Regions from separate parts of the Gasterosteus aculeatus genome. Here region 2 is linked to region 1. The links are chromatin contacts, called in public Hi-C maps. All regions are on one chromosome and are shown on one strand. Each heading gives the region's core, a stretch centred on a gene start, on an enhancer-like site or on the middle of the called end of the contact. The rest is flanking DNA. Distances are from core to core; before and after follow the strand shown.

Region 1 (7,522 bases), core at 2,822-5,321:
GCGTCATCGGAATTCTCGGGCAGTCGGATTCCCGTGATTCGTTCACTACGAGTCGCAGGGCTCGTTGTTCACGCTGTAGCTCGGGATGCAGGGAGAAGCATCAGAGGAAGGAATGCGTGATATGAAATAGATCAAAAGCCCCCTTTACAAGCCGCCCACAAAAGTGAAGGCATTAACAAATCAAAGGGATTTTTTCATTGAAATTAACTTTGCTTTATGTAGGAAGAGATGTTGAAAATAAGTGTATGGAGTATAATTCAGTCTGACCTTTGTCACAAAACGAGGGACTTGAGCCTTGACAGGCACATTGAAAGCAAAGATATTCAGGTGTCTGGTTTTTATTCACGTCTCAAGTCTCTCTATGTGATAAAATCATTTTTTACACCATTAACCGTTGAGGTGAGGGTCAAATTTTAATTTAAGGTTAATGTTATTTCTGTCCTCAAGTTTGTAATCACATTTATCAGATAAAGATTGCCAGTTGTCATGGAATTGTAGATGTTACACCTTCCCTTTTTACTTCATGCGTTATGGACTTCTTCCTCTTTTTACTATTTTGACATTAGAAACGGTAGAATTGAGAAACAATCTCAACACAAACAATGTCACCATCATTGAGGACGCGACATGCTAATAAATAGACATACAGGTGTGATTGTTTTGTCAACTATTAAAAGGGCTTTGAAAGAAAGCTATTTCTAATAAAGCACTGACAGCCTGTTTCAGTCCTCCTTTAAAAGCCAGTAAACGATGAGCAGTCGTACACACAGCTGTTTAGCTGGATGCATGTGCAAGACTCCACTGATGGACAGTAAGTGCACGTAGTCAGGTAGACAGGCGCGTGCAGTCCTTTTTTTGTCCTTTGTCTTTTTCTGTCGGGATGTAACAAAAACAGTGAGGCAGGTCATTTTAAAACGTTATTGGTTTCATTCTTGGTAAATAGTCATGCTGCGTGCCGTATGATATGCACGAGGTGTATGTGGCGGCAGTGTTTCAAATCTTTCCACCTTTCCTTCCTCCAGAGTTACAAGCAGCCCTCTGCATTCATAGTGACCCAGCACCCGTTACCCAACACAGTGAAGGACTTCTGGAGATTGGTGCTGGATTACCACTGCACATCCATAGTAATGCTCAACGACGTCGATCCGGCCCAGGTAAACCCGACCTGATATGCGCGCATGAACACACGTGTGCAATACACGGAAATAATCCTTCAGGCACGTCGCAAGAAGCACGCTGACAAACAGATGAGGTGGCGCCTTTCTGTATCTAATAAAGAAACACAAGAGGACAGCGTGGGAACGGGGATTCAGAGAAGGATTGCTTTTTTGTTTTCTTCCAGAATGGACTTAGGGGGGGTGGAAACATAAATGTGACTCTACTGGAAAACAATGCAACATATACGCAATATGTGTTAGAAATGAGGTGGATGCCGCGGAGTGGGAGGAGGACTTGCCATGAAAGTTTGGGGTAGATGGAGAGACAGGCCCGTGGAAGAGCCTATGCAGCTTTTCTCAGCCCGAGGCTCTGTCATAACACCCTCGGATCAAAGCCTCAAGCCAGGCTCGCTCCCCCCATCCAAATCCCCCCCCCCTCACCTTCCCTAGGTGACTGACTGACTGACTGGTTGGCTGACTGGCTGAAAAGAGAAGGCCTTTCATTCAATATTCTCACTGTAGCCAGCCAGCCAAGGAAACAGCACAGGTATGAAGGGAGGAAACGGGGGGGTAGATGGAGGCGAGGGAGGTGGAGGCTTACTATCTTCTCCATCAGCATCTTTGTGTTTTGCATCTTGACTTTGTCAGATTTGGAGAATGCTCTGAAGGAAAGCTGGGAAGCTGGAAAGCGGTGCTCTTCCTGCCACACGGGCCGTAAACCCGCTGGGGCTTTTTTAACCTGCGTTAGACAAAGAAAGCCTAAATGTGTGCGTCCATTTACACGCACGGGCTGTTATCGCTGTGCATGTCTGTGCGGAATCTGTCCATCTGTGCGTGCACACTTCCACTTGTCTGATTAAGTGCTGTGAGGCCAGCGGTGGGCTCTGCAGGTGCTTGTTCCTCACTGGGCTTTTCTCTCCCCAGGGGGGTTGATGGAGGAGGTTTTGAAGCTCTCGCGATGCTGTCCCGTGGGGTTTATTTATTTTGCACTCAATAACGCCATCGATTATTTTGTATTGCCTTTTCAATTGATTTACCGATCGTATACTTGCAACTGTTGAAGGATAGTGAGACAAACATCCAAAATCTCAAGGGGGCATCTAAACATAACAAAAAAATTAATATTGTTATTTGTCGTCTGTAACATCTGATCGCCATTGTTTACGACTGATTGTGTGGAAAGCTGTTTGAAAAGCTCAACGTAATGTAGTGTAGTAGTGGTTATCAGTGGTAAATGTCCAATTACTTTTATATCAACCATCTTTTAATATGTCTTCTTCTTTTAATTACCTTTCATCCGCACACAGCAGATTATGAGATTTTCTCTAAGCCTAAAAAATACTTTTTTTCATGGTTTTTAAGCAGGAGAAAGTGCGCGCGTGTTTGTCTGTTTCTCTGGAGATAAAAAAATATCAAGGCTCTTTCCTGGAATTTGTGTCTTATTTCTTTAAAAAATGGTTATTGGATCAGGAGACTGCCGTCGCTACAACACATCTGTGTCTTTTGCTCTTTTCAAAATGTATCCCGACTTTTGTCTGAAGTTCCTTCTGCACTGAATCAATTCATCAATTCTAAAAAGAAAGCGGTTCACATTCAATCAATTCCCCTTTGCTCTCCCTACTTCATCAGTCACGTCCTCCTTGTAATCCCACAGAAAACTCTTGAGCATTTTTGTATGAGGAGGTGAAATCAATGTCACTGTCTTCAGTTGGTATTATTTTGACTCCAAAACTAATGAATCCTTCTCCATTTTATGTTTTTTTTCTCTTTGTTTGCGTCCGTGTGTGTGTGTGTGTGTGTGCGTGTGTGTGTGCGTGTACATGTACGTGCCTGTTCTGTTTAGTTGTGCCCACAGTACTGGCCTGAAAACGGAGTCCACCGCCACGGACCCATCCAGGTGGAGTTTGTCTCTGCCGACCTGGAGGAGGACATCATCAGCAGAATATTTCGGATTTACAACGCAGCTCGGGTACGGTGACACCATGGCGACCACGCTCCACACACGGGAAGTCGCCGGTTTAGTCGAAAAGAAGAACAAACACGGCGTGGTTTCTAGAAATCACCTTGTTATTCTGGTTCCCACCAAACGGTTCACAAGAGGATGATGTCAGAGGATATTTTCTCTATATATTCACTTTTTAGATGCTTTCGGGCTTCCAACAATTGCTCTGATTTGAAGGGACATGAGCCAATGAGGTTGGGAACCAGTGCTCCTGTGCCCCGCCACAATAAAGCTACTTATGACCTTTGGTTGCACGTTTAATTGCCAAGCAGCTCAACCAAACAGTTTTTTTTCCATATTTTATTTCAAGCATATTTCACAAAAAAGAATCGTGACCGCTCACATTGATCCTGTTTAATTAACGTTGAGCAACCATCATCACTGCCCAGTAAGGGACCTGACCTGCAGTCACCTGCGTAAGCTCCTTACTGTTACAGTTTGCCCACAGTTGTCTGTGATCTCTCCTCATATGAGCGTGTCCCAAGGCCGCCCCCCCCGCCGTGTTAACTGGAATACAATCCAATCACACATGATCAGCAACAAGTGCTATCGATCCTCGTGTCGGAGTGTGATTCAGAGTGTCTGTAGTTCTTAAGTATCCGTCTCCAGCTGAGACCGTGCTCATCTATCAACCCGTCTATTCATCTCTTGATGTGAATCCCCTCGTCCTGCTTGTCCCCACCGAGGCTTAGCTTAGTCGCATCTTTACGGTCGGATTGCGTGGTTTCACCGCAGCGATTAACCCCACCTCCTCTCGACCTCTTAACCTGGGATAACCTGTGCATCCCCCTTCCCTTCCAGCCTCAGGACGGCTACCGGATGGTGCAGCAGTTCCAGTTCCTGGGCTGGCCCATGTACAGAGACACGCCCATGTCCAAGCGCTCCTTCCTCAAGCTGATTCGACAGGTGGACAAGTGGCAGGAAGAGTACGACGGAGGCGAGGGACGCACTGTGGTCCATTGTCTGTAAGTCGTCGCTTCACTCAGCACTGCCATTAAGAATGAAACAGCTCCACCTACTGACTGAAGAGCCTCCTTGCATCAAAAACTCCTCATCAGCTTGATTGTCAAATAGCTTCCTGTACTAAATGCAACTCACATTATATTTGTTTAATGCTTGGCTTGTTTGTGATCTCTAGGAATGGAGGCGGTCGAAGCGGGACATTCTGTGCCATCAGCATTGTGTGTGAGATGCTTCAGCATCAGCGCTCTGTGGATGTTTTCCACGCCGTCAAAACACTGAGGAACAATAAACCCAACATGGTGGACCTACTGGTGAGCAGCATTGCAGCAGCACTTTGATCTGACTCTTTTGAGTTAATTATAACCTTCCAATCCACCAGATGCTATTTCATGGGAATGGTACAGCAATTTATATTATTTCAACAAAGTTTGGGAACTTTGATAACCACGGTAAATGCTTCTACTAAATTCTGCGCATTTCCGATCGTTTCCGATCCTGTCCGTTTTGCACTAATATAATGGATCTTCACTTGTTGTTCCCCAACTTTCCAAGTACCTGCATCGAGATATTGTCCATCCAATCCATTTGCTGATCGCAGTAGATGGTTTGATTCATTTAAACTGGGTCAACACAAGAGGTTAAAGCGTTTGTGTGTCAAACACTCTAGCAGGTTGATGCGGCCATGTGCGCCTCTCTGATGTTTTGCTTTGTTTCCTCTCGTCTCGTAGGACCAGTACAAGTTTTGCTACGAAGTCGCACTGGAGTACTTGAACTCTGGGTAACTCGGCGCCGCTGAAGCCACCAGAGACTCGGACATTTTGCGACGCCACAGAAGGCCGCAGCTCACATGTGTGCATTGTGCTATGTGCGCCTGTGTGTGTGTGTCTGTGTGTGTTTTACTAACTTCGACAAGGAGCGAGGTATGCACACAACCATACACGCGGCCGCCCCTTTTTTTGAACCAGGTCTCTTCTTTTTTGGCGGGGAAAGGTAACAGAGTTGTGTGGTGTTAATTATCGCGGCCTGTGTCTGTCGGCGACAGCTGAGGAAGCCGGCTGAAGCACAAAGAGGGTCTTTTTTTTTTTTTTTTCTCCTCTGCTGTGAGTCTCCTCCTCTCTGGATCCCTCTTTCTCTCTGCCTGCATCTCTCTCTCTCTCTCTCTCTCTCAGCCGCCTGTAGTCCTTGATCCTCATTGGACTGTGAGCATTAAATATTCTCCAGTTTTGCGTGGAATGCGATGCACTGTACATAGCGTTAACGTGTTCATTTTATTATCTCTGGCTTTAGTTTTTTTGTTTGGTTTTTTTTTTGCTCAGTATTATAGGTCATTAAACGCAGGAAAGCAAAGCCTAGATGTTACTTAATGTCTTGTAAATGTCTGACTGCTAGATGATTATTGCTTGATACTGTGTGTTTGGGACAGCTGGCTCAGTCTACATCTGCTTTCCTTATTTTCTGTACAGGGATCCAAAGCTTTATTTGCTCTTTCATTTGAATTCTTGTTGTGCATATTGTACATATTTCTGTAGATTATTTATTCACAGTATGTACTTTTTTTGTGACTCGCAGTAAGTGACAATCATATGTTCTATAGGTTTGGTTTATTGACTGTATTGTGTGCTTTTCTTTCGGTCACTTCTGTGATCAATTCCACTGTAAAGAAAACAAGGTATTATATAAATGTATCTGCAATGTAAACATTGAATTGAAGTATTTTTTGCCTTGTGAGGGCAGCTGTAAAAGATGACTTTAGGGGGACATCTGATGGGGAGATGGGGAATAACACAATCACTTCCCTGCTCACAACTTTTAACGGCGCCACGGTATTGAGCTGTTTTCCTGATAATAACTTAGGATGTGCTACTACATGGACGGGGGCTTTCCTCTAATCTTGCAAATAGTTTTTAATTTAAATAATTGTTTTGAGGTATATTTGTTCTCATAGGAGGTACAGTCACAAAACAAGAACCCCCTTTTGCTGCCGTTTAGTACATGGTCAAAATACGTATTTTTATCTAAAATCATAAAATGTATGAACCTATAATAAAAAATATCTGAGATCCTTCAAAGGATTAGTGTTGAGGACAAGGACGTATCAGCAGAAAGTGAATCTAATATTTATAACTATTTTTCATGGCCGTGTAAGTACCTGAAACAAAGAATGGTTGTGTTTTAGTTTAGAACTAGCCCATCATGGTCACATCGGAAGCGGGTTCTTGTCATAGACTCCTCCATGTTTATGGAGCAAACACTGGCTCTTGATATAAAACACGTAAATACGTACCTCGTGCATTGTGAAGCTTTAAAGTGTCTTAAAAAACGCTGTTGCTAACAAGTAGTCAGTTTATAGCGCACCAATTACATTCAATCGGTGGGCTATTTACTTTCTGCAATAATCCGCCATACTGGCACAACTCTATACACAACGGCAACCACTTACAACAAATAGGTGATACACAGACGTTGAAACAGATGTTATTCTAAACCTACTTTAAAAGGTTACATCAAACTGTTGAACCGATGTCAGGTCCGGATTGTGTTGTGATTGTTTTGGTCAAATGACCATCCTCAAATAAAGGCCTTGTATTACTCCCCTGTGTACGTATTATAATGTACACTTGTAATAGCAGCCTTAAAAGCTCTCCAATAGAGCGGCTCTGCGATTGATCGTCGGGGGGTAATCATTGGTAATTTATTGCTAACACAGGCTGAGGTAAGTGCTGGTGTACTGGCATAGGTCACATTGAAAAGCTGCTCCCCGAATTACTTTTTAAACAAGACGCACACGTATTAACCTTGAAGAAATATGAAGTGCTTTTTATCTGGCACATCCGCACTATGGGAGATTGGAATCGAAGGCAACACCTTTAGATTCTAACAGATGATTAATTTAAAAAAAAGATTGATTGACACAAAGATTTTAGTCTTTCTACTGTCTGCCAGAATACTGCGTAGTTTTGTTTTTCGAGTAAAAATTGATCTGACCTCTAAAAAGGACATGCAGCACCGAAGAGGGTGGATAAGCTAAACCGGTTTCTCAAGTTTACCTTTAACTGTAAAGGAAAGCGGTCTTTTTTGTTTGAATTCTATAAATAAATTGAACCTAATTTAATGCTTAGAAAACAAAAAAAGGTGTTTCTTTGAAAATAAAATATGGTCTGTTTGCTAAAAGGCCACTGGACTGGTTTTGAATCGTTTCATGTAAAAATGGCTCAGTAGATCCAGATTTTATACTCTGTAAAACTATGAAACTGTTAGAAACACCATTTGAGAAAAAATAAATTCTACTAGATTGAAATGTGTTTGAGACCGCTCAAATCTGCTGTTTCCAGGGCCTGATAGATTTGGGTTCGTCCTCCCCCTGCTGGTGGCCCCGAGTACCTTCCCTTAACATTCGCCC
Region 2 (7,522 bases), core at 2,091-4,590, 130 kb before region 1:
TGAAAAGGTCCTCAGTGATGCAATTCGCGCTGAAAGCGTGCGGCCGCTTGTGGTCCAAATATGAGTGCCTCCAACACACCTGACACACCGCTTAAGCTCGTTGGTATTTTCCATCATTGTCACTCACGTCAACATATGGGCAGCGATGCAGTGGTCTGGAACCAGAATACTTCAAGATGGCTTTTTGAAGTAACAATGGCGTTGCTGCCAAGTCAGTCCCAGACTCCGTTGGCTGGCGGTGCATCACGTAAGAACCCGAGCCACAAACCGAGTGTACGATCTGTAGAGCGTGGCTGTCTGGACTTTTGGGACTATGTTCCAAACATTTTATAGTGAGGTCACATTTGGACACTCAGCCATGTAAAATAAGAAACACATAAATAATTTGTTGGAAATACAACCAAAGGAAAAATGAATTCGACTGAAAACCGAGTCCAAAATGTTGGACTCGGCTTCTTCCCTCTGGTAGGCGCTACAGAGCAATGTACGGAAAAACAGCCAGACGCAATATCAGTTTCTTTCGGCAGGCTGACACCATGATCAACACTTAACATTATCCAGGTCAGGAAAAATCTGGGACACGAATCATTCAGTCTATCTGTATCTTTGAATTTTTTTGCCTCTAAGTATAGTTTTTCAACATGTAAATATTGTCACTGTCAGCGTAGATCTGAACGTGTGACCTGGGAGATGAATCCCTCCGCTCTCCCCGCAGCACCCTGTGCACGCCACACCAATGCACTTGTTGTGTACATTAAGAAAAACACTCACATATATTCTGATTCTGATTGTTTTACATTGCTCATTGCTCTCCCTCCTCGGCCTCTGCTGAGCTTTCAGGGAGTGACGAGGTCAGGCTCATACAAATCGATGGACCTCGTTGGCGTCCCAAAGCATTGACGGCTTGTCTCATCATGATTCCTCTGCGACTGCGCTCGCTGTACCAACTGTTTCTGGCCGACACTCAGTGGCCTGTTGGAGAAGCAGTGAGCAGGTGAGACCCAGATAGACTGCTCGCTGGTACTTCATCACCCATGCCGGTTGTTGTCACAGCCACAATTGGTTCGTACGCCCCATCTGCTGCATCAGCAAAGTCGGGACTTGATTTGGTCACTTTGGAGCGCAGCTTTGCTCACTGCACTTCCCCGTTGATTCCAGCCATCATCACAAATAGTGTCTTTATGCGGCGGAGTTAACCCGGATAGCTCTCTCCCCCGGGTGCCTTTATTGTCTATTCGTCATGTTGTCCCAGTTTATCTGAAGATGAATCTGGCTGCTTCGCTGCAGATCTAACTACAGATACCTGGCCTGTGGCCTGGGGAGAGAAATTAGGAGATTACCAGATACTCAGCGGAGGTGCTTGAGTTAGTTAATACGGAGGTGAAAAATACTGCAGAATGGTCATGTATTTGTGTTTGTGCTTTTAGCACCAATGTGTCTTCACGGTAGGCTTGAATTTAATAAGACTGCCTTGATTAATAGTCATTACCATAGCGACAGTTTGCACAAACAGCCAGAGGCAACCCCAGTGAAATGTTCTTGGCCTCGTGTTCAGTCTCCAAACTGACTTGTTGGACACTCCCTCAGATTTCCTCCCCACTAATTTGCATTGCTAAGTAGATCCTTTGTGTCACCTGCAGATCTGGGCCCAGCACTGTTGCAGCCAATTTCCAGATGGCAAATCAAATTTTTGACATGTCCTCAATTTTTGACTAAAATACAGGGCTGCTTCCGCAGGCTCCATTAGCCAGGGGGATGCGCGCGCGTGCACAAAAGGAAAGTGGAAAGTGTCCAGTGGTGTGAATATTCACATCTGCACCTGCTGAATAATAGACGATTATCTTCTCAGGTGGCTCGTCATCCACCCCATTCGCATGCTCTGTCTCATTTCATGGCACTAATTTGGTCTGGAATACTCAATAAGCTTGCAAAATGCATCTTTCTTGTCTCTTGGATCTAATCCTGTCTTGCTTTTTGTCTGAGGAGGGAACATATTCTTCAATATGAGTGCTGGCTTCAGGGAGCAGGTCTGCAATATGGAGTCGACAGAGCCTCAGGTCTTGGCAGGTACTCCTTACATTTCAACAGTGGAGAGACACCTACGGGCAGATTTGGTGGCAGCGGGGCCATATATCATGTGTCAGCCCTGGGAGCCTCCACAGTAATGAGCAAGTGATAATGGTATATATCTTGAACCTGGGTCTCTAAAGGTAGCTCATCCAGAGTCATTATAGTGCCACATAAGCAGATGAGCTTTCTCAAATGAGACCATTTTTTTCACCCTGAGGACTGGAGGGTGTAACTGTTCTCAGAGTGAATAACTCATCCTCATTTGGTTCTAATGGGACTCTGTATGGAGGTGTCGTGAAACCGATAGGATTGGTGAATCCTATTTCCTTGTAAATCAAAGCTCAAGCTGTTTCCGCACATCTGTTCCTCCGGTAGAAAGTAAGATTCATTTGGAGAACAAAAAAAAAAAACATGCCCGGGATAAAAAAGCAGCACCAAATGAAGATGTATGCCTCACAGGATTACGACGGAGTGCTAGGTGACGGTGTGTTATGGGGAAGTATGTCATGATGACATCTCTCCATCACAGAAATGAGCATTATTCACTCCGTCCATTCATCCACGACCCATCCAGCTTCCATCCCACCTCCATCCGTCAAGCCATCTTAGCTTTTCTTTGCAGTGCTACAATTAAGCCGCAAAGATTGATATGCATACGAAGCCAGGAGTTTACTGCATGTTTGACAGCATGTGTTCTGAGCCTCATGTTGCCACTGTGGGGATGTGTTTGCACTGGGGGGGAGGGCTCTAATGGTTACAGCTGAGGTGTCATTTTTCATATAAATAGAGGATGGCAGGATACAGCATTCCTGCTGTTTGTGAAATTAGGCGCAGCACACATATACACGAGAACTGCACATTCTCGGGGTTGTGACTGTGATAAAGTGTCAGCTAGAAGACAGTTTCCACACAAAGTTAGATATGAATGTGTCAACATTCAATGCAATCTGTCCAAAGAGACATGCTGCACAAGCAGCTGCCGGAATCGGCAATGCAACCCCAACAGCCCGACCCCTCCGGTGACCAATTCAACCCGTCATTCATAAGTGCTGATGTAGCCGTGCTCAGAGCGGAGCCACCGAGTCCCCAGAGCTGGATATCACTGCTAACTGTCATCCAGGTACTTTGATTACTGGGCTGGGAGAAGAACGATGACTAAGGCCACTCCAAGTCCTGGTCAGACTTTATGATTCTGTCCAGGAAAATGGATCAATTCCAAGTTCCCATTTACACTGATAACATGCAGTCTATATATGTTGTTTACTGCGCATCGTAAAAATCTTGCTTGACTGACACCCCTTTAAAAAACAATCGGTGCCATAAAAATAAATTTGAAGTACATTGTTGATTTTGAGAAACTAACGTCAACAATCCCAATGAACAGACCAAATAAAACATACCATAGAGGGGAATACAAAAGTGAAAGTAGAGTATCAAGGTATGACTGTAACAATCAAAATAAAGGATTATCATGTTAACAGGGTTGAATCGTGTTACAGTGCACAGTACTAGCAGTATGGCAGAGGAGCTAAGTGTACACTCTGTACTGTACACGGTGTACATGTCTATTAAATGTCTATCTATGCTGCAAGGGTGGTTCGTCCTCTGTTGCTCTGTCGTACGTCTATCAGTTTTCTTTTTGCTTTATCTGAATTCAACCCGTAAGGGTAGAATGCGTAACATGATTGTAAAACTCTTTGCAAACCCATTTTTAAAGTGGAGCTAAAAACAACTTGACTTCTGTGCGTGTTCAGCGCTGTTGCCTCACACAAGGAGGGACATTACTTCAAAACAGGCTGGCTTGGGCTCTACAATGTGCAGGCTGCTAAGTTTTCCTCCAGATACCGCGGTTATCCTCCTATTGTTCAAATGGACACTGGTGGAGGGAGCACAATGATAACGATAATACTTTAGTATTTTAATGAAACAACATCAACGTTGCTGTTAATATTGACATACCTCACTAAATCTATCTTAAAAACAGTTTTAAAAAGGCGTAGCATTGGTTCAACATGCCATTAGCTGTTGTATATCTGTCCTGAACGTTGCAAGTTTAATGCTGAGATGGAGTCAACCATTTGGGATGAGTCTGCTTCAATTGACACAAGACAATATCATGCTCTGAATCACAGTGTAATAGGTGTATAAAGTAGCAGGAAATGGAAATACTCCCTGTGGTACTGTGGGTGTGAATGTATTTGTCCAGATGTCTCTGCCTCTGAACAGATGCATGATGGGATATTTCCACCGCCTGCATGGCTGTGGCCTGATCAGGCAAACGCACACGGTAGTAATCTTATGTTCTAAAATGATATTTTACATTTTAAAATGACAAGCAAAAAGCATTCAGGTACTTACAAAACTCTTCAGAAAACAAGCGTGAAGAACTTTTCGCCTCAGTGTGCAAGTTGCTTCGGGCAAAGACAAGTTCAAAAATGCAAATGCTCTACAGTGAACACGTGTACACAAAGAGAGACTGTCCTCTCGGCGCCACATGAATAAGATTTGAAATAGCAGCAGAGTTTTCTAGGAACACAACGGAATGTTCCATGTCCTTTTGCACTTGAGATTATACTAGCACATGTCTCTGCATATAGTTCCACTAATACCTTTAAGAACTGTGGCTTTTTTGAGAGATGATTCAGTGTTTTAACGGCTGCCGGCTTGGTGCCACATTCAAGAGATCAGCGACCGACACCACGCGAAAAAAGAATGGAAAGATTAGGGTTGGCCAGCCCTGGTATTTCAAATATCTCAATTATTTTAGCTGCACGATGCAATACACATAGAGAACACAACAGGTGTAGTTAACAGTATAATGTGCACCACGTGAGCGGCTGTGTATTTCCGTGCGGTACGTCGTGTGATTGCGCCAATGACGTCGTCTGATTGAGCTCACCCCGCATCCTATCCCCGGCTCGGCCCCGCAGTAGTGGGAGGGGAGCAGGGGGCTATCTGCGGACATGCAAAGTGACAGGACCAGCTGGGGTATGAAATCCAGTAAGACAGGCAGTTGGTCCGGCAGAGGCAGACCACGAGCCCCCACAGCGCTCAAAACACAGCAACCTGCGAGTCTTCTCGAGGAGATAAAACGCAGTCAGGATTCGGCTAAACCGTCAGCACGTCGGCGACAACGCGTGGGACTGATCATGCTCTGCGTGGCCGTTTCAAGAACGTTGGAGATCCATCAGCAGCCATCGGCCATAGTGGTCTTCTTGTTGTTGGTGATCAGCTAACTGCAGGCTAACATCTCGCTATAGGTTGACAGAATCACGATGGGCGCGAGGCAATCTCGCAGTTTCTCCAGCAAGGAGCTGAACGACGGAAGTGCCGGTCAAAGCGGGAAGGGATCCGGGAGAGACGACCAGCCCAGCCTTTCCTCGGCTGCCGAGAGAATCCGTAGAAACACCACGGTGCACTTTGGCTACAGCACCCTCAGCCTGGCCATGCGGGCCCTCGATCAAACCCCTTCTGAGCTTTGGGAGCTGCGAGAGCTGCAAAAGCTAAACTTGTCCATGAATTGCCTGTGCTCTCTGCCCCCTGCTCTGGGCGCTTTGGACAATCTGGTGATCTTGAACTTGTGGGGTAACAACCTGTCCAGCCTCCCGGCGGAGATCAGCCTCCTGAAGAAGCTGCGCGTGCTTTTCGCCTGCCGCAACCGCCTGAGCGAGGTCCCAGAGGAGCTCGGCTCCTGTACCTGCCTGGAGGTGCTCAGTCTGGCCAACAACCAGATCACGGGCCTCCCCGGCAGCCTGGCGGCCATGCGCAACCTGACCAAACTCAATCTCAGCCACAACCGCATCACACACATCCCCGCCTGCGTCTACAGCATGAAGGGCCTGGTTTTCCTCCATCTGGCTTGCAACCGTCTGGAGACCATTGCGGACCAGATCCAGGATTTGGTTAACCTGAAGATCCTCATCGTGGAGGGAAACAGTATCCACTCACTGCCTAAGACGCTGTGCTTCATGGAGTCTTTAGAACTTCTCAATGTTGACTTCAATGATCTGCAAAATGTGCCGATGGAAATGTACCTACTGAGCAGGCTCGGCAGGTTGGCCTGCCACCCAATGGATAAAGGCCTTCATATCATCCACAACCCCCTCCTCAAGCCTATCCAGGAGGTGCTGCAAGGGGGACTCAGTGCCCTCTATAACTACCTCAAGCCCACGTGAGGGACTCCTGCTGTGTGTGCATTTGTGTGTGAGTGTGTGTGTGTGTGTACATGCGTGAGTCTGCATCTAAAAGAGTCCTAATGGGATGTTGGCACCAGTCGGCACGTGGCAGTCATGCTGTGAGCCATGTCTTTCGCCCTGAAAGGCATTATCGTATTAAGATACCATCAGTCAACAAAAATGATTACCAGCACTCATTGGTACTGTGATTTCCTGTTTGTTTTTTTAATGTGTAATGTGAAAGCTGGGTTAAATTAAAAACTAATTAAAGTAACCTCTGTGTCATGTGTAAACATTTGTTAATCTACAGCAAAGGGTTCAGGACAAGTCACTTGGCTCACACAGATCTACATTTGGGGGCTGATTACCGGTCAGTTGATCTGGTTTGGCCTCTGGCAGAGAGGGAGCATGGGGGGTAAATTCGGTTGCACATCACCAGCCGCTTTGTTGAATTCAGGTCATGGGGATCCGGTGTGTAAAGTCAGTGGAAAGAATGAAGGAGGGGGGGGGGGGGGGGGCTTAAGATCTGCAAAATAATAAAACACAACACAACTGGGACTTAAAATCTGATTAATAGTTGTTCCACTCCATCAGATCAGAGCAGTGCCGTGTGGGGCGACGGCTCCTCTGAGGCTGTCGGGTGTCACACAAAGCATTTGAAGCGATGAAAAAAAAAAAAAAAACTTGATTGAAAATTGTTTCTCTAAAAGCGGGGACTACTGTGGAACAAATTATTCAATTCAATTAAAAACTTTTTTTTTTTTAAAACAATCAATGTTTTTAAAGCTCAGGTAGCTTGGACATTTTTGATTATTTCTTACACATGTGCAGGTATTGCTAATTTTGATTAGCAATTACCAAATGTACTTAAAGAAAAAATAAGCACAACAATTGATTAATATTTGTCTCGTAGATCAGCAAGGAAACACGTAATTGAAACAATAGGATGAAAAATGGTTCCTCATCTTTTCTTAATTTTAAGTATCACATACTGCAGCATCAAAAACACGTTTTAATCCAAAGCACTGTACACTTCTACCCCGTCAACCAAGAATGAGATGCTTGTAGTGATTTTTCTTCTGCAGAAGGGCAGCTTGACTATGTGACGGGTATGCCTGGTTAAATGTAAGTGTGTACCTCTGTTCTGTTATTATACCACCAGGACTGCTGCTTTAAATTAAACTGAGCGGGTGTAGACTTGGTGTCAAAATGTACTTTGGTTTAAATATCAAAATATTTAGCTTTGTCATAAACAGTTCTGACTGCTCACAGTGAGG

Evidence for each region. Hi-C and Micro-C count contacts between places; a contact is called where the count stands out from the background.
Region 2: a Hi-C map of skeletal muscle shows a contact between it and region 1, with 3 times the contacts expected there. The contact joins the promoter of LOC120816200 here to the enhancer-like site in region 1. A contact is called at or near these places in 3 of 6 Hi-C or Micro-C datasets (skeletal muscle and tail fin).

The regions. Positions count from the first base shown.
Region 1 is chr3:12,425,725-12,433,246 of fGasAcu3.hap1.1, reverse strand. It overlaps LOC120816195 (receptor-type tyrosine-protein phosphatase mu), which reads left to right. Exons shown (of 32, transcript XM_078099378.1): 28 at 1,023-1,154; 29 at 3,001-3,126; 30 at 3,961-4,124; 31 at 4,298-4,433; 32 at 4,851-5,820. The coding sequence ends at 4,904. Among protein-coding and RNA genes, the nearest start is that of LOC120816197, 18 kb to the right of the region's middle. Within about 2 kb of position 4,071, at least 2 of the 9 cell types and tissues checked have open chromatin away from gene starts, as enhancers often do.
Region 2 is chr3:12,554,046-12,561,567 of fGasAcu3.hap1.1, reverse strand. It overlaps LOC120816200, which reads left to right and starts at 3,340. Exons shown (of 1, transcript XM_040171661.2): 1 at 3,340-6,519. The coding sequence starts at 5,346. The coding sequence ends at 6,245. rheb (Ras homolog, mTORC1 binding) reads right to left here and starts at 4,504. Exons shown (of 9, transcript XM_040170948.2): 1 at 4,429-4,504.